Linked DNA regions of Rattus norvegicus: region 1 is linked to region 2. A link is a contact called in public Hi-C data. All regions are on one chromosome and are shown on one strand. Each heading gives the region's core, a stretch centred on a gene start, on an enhancer-like site or on the middle of the called end of the contact. The rest is flanking DNA. Distances are from core to core; before and after follow the strand shown. Region 1 holds the start of S100pbp (S100P binding protein). Region 2 holds the start of Azin2 (antizyme inhibitor 2).

The links. A called contact is a pair of places that touch in the nucleus more often than the background predicts.
Region 1: a Hi-C map of Schwann cells shows a contact between it and region 2, with 4 times the contacts expected there. The contact joins the promoter of S100pbp here to the promoter of Azin2 in region 2. A contact is called at or near these places in 4 of 12 Hi-C or Micro-C datasets (the A7r5 cell line, Schwann cells, frontal cortex and 1 more).

What each region holds. Positions count from the first base shown.
Region 1 is chr5:146,818,474-146,821,173 of GRCr8, reverse strand. S100pbp (S100P binding protein) reads left to right here and starts at 1,352. Exons shown (of 7, transcript NM_001134628.1): 1 at 1,352-1,471. It overlaps Yars1 (tyrosyl-tRNA synthetase 1), which reads right to left and starts at 1,011. Exons shown (of 13, transcript NM_001025696.1): 1 at 807-1,011. The coding sequence starts at 971.
Region 2 is chr5:146,593,369-146,596,068 of GRCr8, reverse strand. Azin2 (antizyme inhibitor 2) reads left to right here and starts at 1,292. Exons shown (of 11, transcript NM_001014261.3): 1 at 1,292-1,417; 2 at 1,515-1,635; 3 at 2,161-2,357. The coding sequence starts at 2,253.

The sequences.
Region 1 (2,700 bases), core at 103-2,602, 230 kb before region 2:
ATGTGAACAGGGCTGGTTTCCAAGTTGCAGTTATCCCCCTGTCTCTGACTCTCAGATATTGAGATTACAGGTAGCATGTACCAGCACACCCAGGATAGGTAAATTAAAAAGCTTGGTGGGACAACCGCCTTTAGCTTAATTCTAGTCCAGTCTTTATCTGGCTTGTAAAACAAAGTTTACAAGGCCTCATGACTTGGCTTCTACCTGCCTCTCCTAAAAGCACAAATCAGAGACAGCGATAGGTTCTGTGGAGGTACATCTGAGGCCCAGCAGACAGGGATGGAGACAGCTCTGGTAGGGAGGTTTTTTTTTTTTTTTTTTTTTTTTTTAATGCTTAAGGAAGGCCTTTCTCAGAAAGTTCCTATGACCTGAGTTCTGAAAAGTAATGGGAGCGAGCGGGCTGGCTGAAGAGATGGCTCAGAGAAGGCAGGAAGGTGAAGTAATGAACACTATGGTGGCTGGGTAGCACTGTGCTCCCTCTACTCCAAGTAAATCAGACTTCTTGGAGAAAGAACATGGCCCTGATTCCCTAGAGTCTAGCAATGTTCCCGGAATGTAATAGGATGGGTAATATGAGGTTCCCAGCCCCAGAATGACTATAGTACAAGATAAGGGTACACAGAGTGAGCCCGTTGTAGTTTCTTTTGCACCCTGAGAATGGGTGCTTGACTGACTTAGTGATCAACTAGCAGAGAGGGCCTTAGAGCCGCCCAGGGACGGAGACCGCGGCTCCTCACATTTAAGGATCGGTCTCGGGAATCACGGAAATCAGTACCCAACGGTGCATCCCAACCCCAAGGCCCGACCTGCAGGTTCCGGGTGATAAGGTGTAGCTTCTCCTCAGGGCTTGGAGCATCCCCCATGGCTCCGCTCTCTCGGTTTCCCGCGCTCAGCCGGCACCCGCGCCCTTTCCTCGTTCGCCGCCGTCTCCGCGTGCCGGGAACTGTCACGCTAGTCCCGTCAGGTTGCATCAGCTGAGCTCGTAGCTCCGCTTGATAGGCCTAGATCCTCTCCCTCATCCCCGCGAGTAGCCCCGAGTCAGGAGCAGCAGAGAGCCGAAAGAATCGATGAAACAGGAAGGGGCGGAGCCAGAAAAAACAGTGTAGGTGGGATGGGAGGCGGGGTTAGGAAGGCTGCCCAGGACACAACCCTCTCAGGGGCGGGGCGGTTTCCTGCCAATCACTGTTTGCTTGCCCTCCCCCTGGTGTTGGCCCCGCTGCCTCGGGGTGGGGGAGGTCGTGAAGGGGGCGATAAAATGGCGCAGGGGGCGGAGTGAGGTGCTGCCGCTCGCCCAGGCTTTGGCCCGGCTTCCGGAGGTGAAGAGCGGGAGGGACGAGGGGTCGGCGTCCGTCGTCTAGGCTAGGGGTCGGGGGCGCCTGTTGCTTCTTCACAGGGCCGCGTACGTCGTCTTCCCCCGTGAGGAGCAGGGAAGCTCGTCTCGCTGAGGGAAGGGCTGATTCTCCCTCCTGAGGTGATGGCGGGCGGGGAGGTTGTCCCTGCCCCCCACCTCCACGTCCGTGGGCGAGTGACGCCCCTCATCCTGCTGAGGAGAAGGGAGCTGTCAGGTCCTCGGGCTGCGTGCGAGGTCCGCCGGCCTCGCCAGTGGGGGAAGGGGGTCTTTCTCTCCCAGTGCCCTCGCCACGGGAGGGTGATGTCGCTAGGGAGAGCGGGGATGGCGGGCTTCCCGCGGTGCGTCGTGGCGGGAGAGGGCGACCCACTCCGGGCGACAGCGGGCCGCAGCCTGCTGAGGTGTGGCTGTCGGCGGCTGTCCCCCTGAGGTTGGGTGCACTGGTGGAGCCGGCGGGGACCTGTGTCGCCCCTTGGGGGGGAGGGGCACGGAGGAAACTCGCGCTTCTCCCGCTATCCGCGGGGAGGCGAGAACTCGCTCTCCCGAGTGGGAGGAGGGAAGTGCAAAGACCCTGGGCGCGGCGGGCAGCGTTCCTGAGGGGGAGGCCCGCGGCATCCTTGAAAGGCATCCCTGGGCCATCCAGGGCCGCAGGGAATTCTACAGACATCTCAGCATAAGCCCTGAAGAGGGCCACCAAATGAGGACGTAGTTCACCCGCTGCCTTCATTTTTCATTTTTTTCTCCCCGTGGTTGTTAGGAGCCCCAGGCTTTAATAGACTATTCTTAGAAAAGAAACCTGTTGCTTCAGTTTAGAAAAATCTGCTGCCTGGGCCTGTGTGGGATTTTTGGCTCCCTGGTCTGGAGGAATTGTTACCTAAAGCAGAGATTTCCAGACGGGGTTGTCTTTCCATTTTACAGTGTTTGCTGTTAGCACAGAGGGAGTTGCAAAATTCTTTCTGATAATGTCAGTTCGCGTTGTTTAAAAACATTTTTTTTGGAAGGGGCTCATTTTGATGATAACAGCCTCCGTTTGTGTGTGTGTTGTTTGCTTCACATGTATTGTGTTTAGGAGAGTTGGAAATCAAAGGCCAAGGAGAAGTCCCCTCCTTTGCAAAAAAAAAAAAAAAAAAAAAAAAAGATCCTTGCTTTTGGCCCTGTATATCAGACCCAGTTTGGTAGTAGTGGTTTTGGTTTTATGAGCCTTGAACGAGGATGTGTAGTATACATTTGGCATTGGTGTTTTACTGTCCTGAATAGAATGAGCCTTTGTGCACTAAGGGAATAGGTTTTTTGAGGTAAGATAAAAATAGATGGGGAACCAGTTTCTGAGGTTGCAACCAGGAGGTTAGAGA
Region 2 (2,700 bases), core at 43-2,542:
CAAGACCAACAAGTGCTCTTAACCTCTGACCCATCTCTACAACCCTATCAAGGGTTTTCTTAAAATTTGTAAAATTTTTTTTTTCTTTTTTGAGACAGAATTTCTCTGTGGAATCCTGGCAGTAGATCTCCTGTAGAACAGGCTGGCTTTGAACTAAGATTTGCTGGGATTAAAGGCATGTGCCATCACATCCGGCTTAAAACTTGTAAATTCTTAATGTAGTGTACATAACACATATAACAGGACATTAATCATATGTGTATAATTCGAGGAACACACACACACACACACACACACACACACACACACACCTTTAACCAATACCAAACACCCCAAAAAGTTCTACTATGTCCCTTCCCAATCAGTAGCCACAGGCTCAGAGACAAGCAGCATTCTGACTTCTACCGGGAGAACTCTTGAATTAGCTTCTGAGCATCACCGTGTGCACGCTAAGCGCTCTAAGGAGTCCTGCTCTCAGTCTGTGCTTGGAGTGCACAAATCTGAGATGTTTTATCAGGCAAAAAAGTGAAAAGTAGAGGCAGGAATCTCAGCATCCGATATTAAGGCTCAAAAGATGGAGGAAGGGGTCAGACAGAGACAAGAACTCTGAGTCCCATTGCGTTTCGTGGCCAGGGAAGGCTCGACAGAGGAAGACATTACACTGGACTCTGATGGATGAGCAGGAATTTGTGTATAGAAAAGGAGACATGCTTTGAGTCGAAGCCACATTTCACCTGAGTCTGGTGGATTCTGAGAATGAAGAAGGGAGGCATCGCCCCGAGCTTGTGAAGCCTCAAAACCCCTCTCTGAACACATATGAGCTGCCATTTGAGTTGGGAGTTTAAGATGCCTAGGAGAGGCGATAAAGTAAAAGGTCATATTACAAAATAGGACAGCGAGAGGCTTGGGCTCCAAGGAAGAAGCCAGAACTTCACCAGGGGAGGAGCAGGGAACCATCGACTTCAGGCAGGGACAGAAAAGTTTTCCAGAGTCAATTTTTGAGATTCAGGACTCAAGATCCGCGGCTCCGACTACGTAGTCGCCTAGGATTCGAAGGATTTCCCCGCGTGGACCTCTGCGGACACCAGCCAGGCAGCTTGTCTAGCTGCGCAGCTTTGCGGAGTAGCCTCGCAGCGCTGAATGCTTTATGCCCGAATCGACCAATGGGCTGGCGGCACCCGGTTGCCCTGGCTACGGAGCGGACAGGGGCGGGGCCGGAGCACCGGGGCGGGGCTAGGGCGGGGCTTATATAAGCGAGCGGCGGGCGCAAGGCGGGGCGTGGGGTCGGTGGCTGCTGGGCGCGCGGGGCGCAGGCCGCGGGGCCGGAGCCGGGGGGAGCGAGCGAGCGGAGGCGCCGAGGATCCGATTCACTCGCTGGGGAGACCTATGGGCCGAAGCCGTGTAAATGCGTTTTAAGGCGAGTGCAGGAGATGGCTGGGGGGAGCCTTGGGGAGCGGGTGCCCACTAGGCTTTGGGCGCTGACCTGTCCCCTGGTCCCCCTTGCCTCCTCTCAGCAGGGGCCTCGGCTCCGCAACTGCCACTCCTCCTCGGGGTGTTGCACAAGTTTCGAGGTCACCGGCGACCCCCCCTAGCAGCGCGCCTGGCTCTGGCCCCCGCGAAGGAGGACGGGGCTTGGTAAGGAGGCCTGGGGCTGGGGTGCGGGACCCCTGCCCTGCACTCGAGGGAGCGGTCCCGTGGACAGAACCACCGGTGGCTCTTAGAGCATTCTTAGCGTGTCAGAACCAGCCTTTTATAAATGGGGAAACTGACCCAAGGTCATGAAGCAGAGAGCAGACTCGAACTTAATAAGCTCACGGGTTTTGGCCCTTTAGGTAGTCGTGGTCCGGACTGGAGGATTCCTTCAGAAGGAAGGCGACATCCTCACCTAGGTTTCTCAGATCTGTCCACCACACTTTCTTTTCCTTCCAATCCCAAATTTCAGAACTGGAAAAGAACTCCAAAGCAATCCAATTTAACCGATGGGGATAATTGAGGCTCTAGCAGAGACATCATCACCGTTCCCAGCGAACCTCAGCTTCTCAGGCTTGTGCTTGGGGGTGGGGTGGGGTGCAGAGCATGACCGTGTAGGGAAGCTAGGCCCGGGGAGGTGAGGGTGCAGCCTGCTCCCCAGCGGTCTCCTCCATCTCCCTCTCCCCACAGTGTGTTGCATACTTTCTAAGGCGGTGGCCAAGGCAGCCAGCGGTGCTCCAAGGCAGCAGTTTCATCCAGCCCCTGGGCTCCCCCTGCTCAGCATGGCTGGCTACCTCAGTGAATCGGACTTTGTGATGGTGGAGGAGGGCTTCAGCACCCGGGATCTGCTGGAGGAACTCACTCTGGGGGCCTCCCAGGCCACCACGGTGAGGGGATGGAAATGGGTGTGGGTTGATTGCCTGTCCTCTCTCTGTAGGAGACCCCTCGTTCTCTCATTTGGTTTTGGTATTTACTTGATATTTTCTAGACTGCCCCCTTTATCCCCAATTCTTGGTCCTTGCCCGACACCTGCCCTCCCTGTGTTCTCTGCCTTGAGAAAAGAACAGCATCACCACAGTCGCAGCACTCGAGGTGGGAACTTAGGAGTTCCGGCCTTCTGCTCTCTCCCCTCCTACAGGCAGGCGTACCCAGCTCTGTGAAGCTCACCTGTAAGGCTCTCGGAACTTCACCGGAGAATCTCCGCTTGTAGTTGGTCCTTTCTCTCCCAAG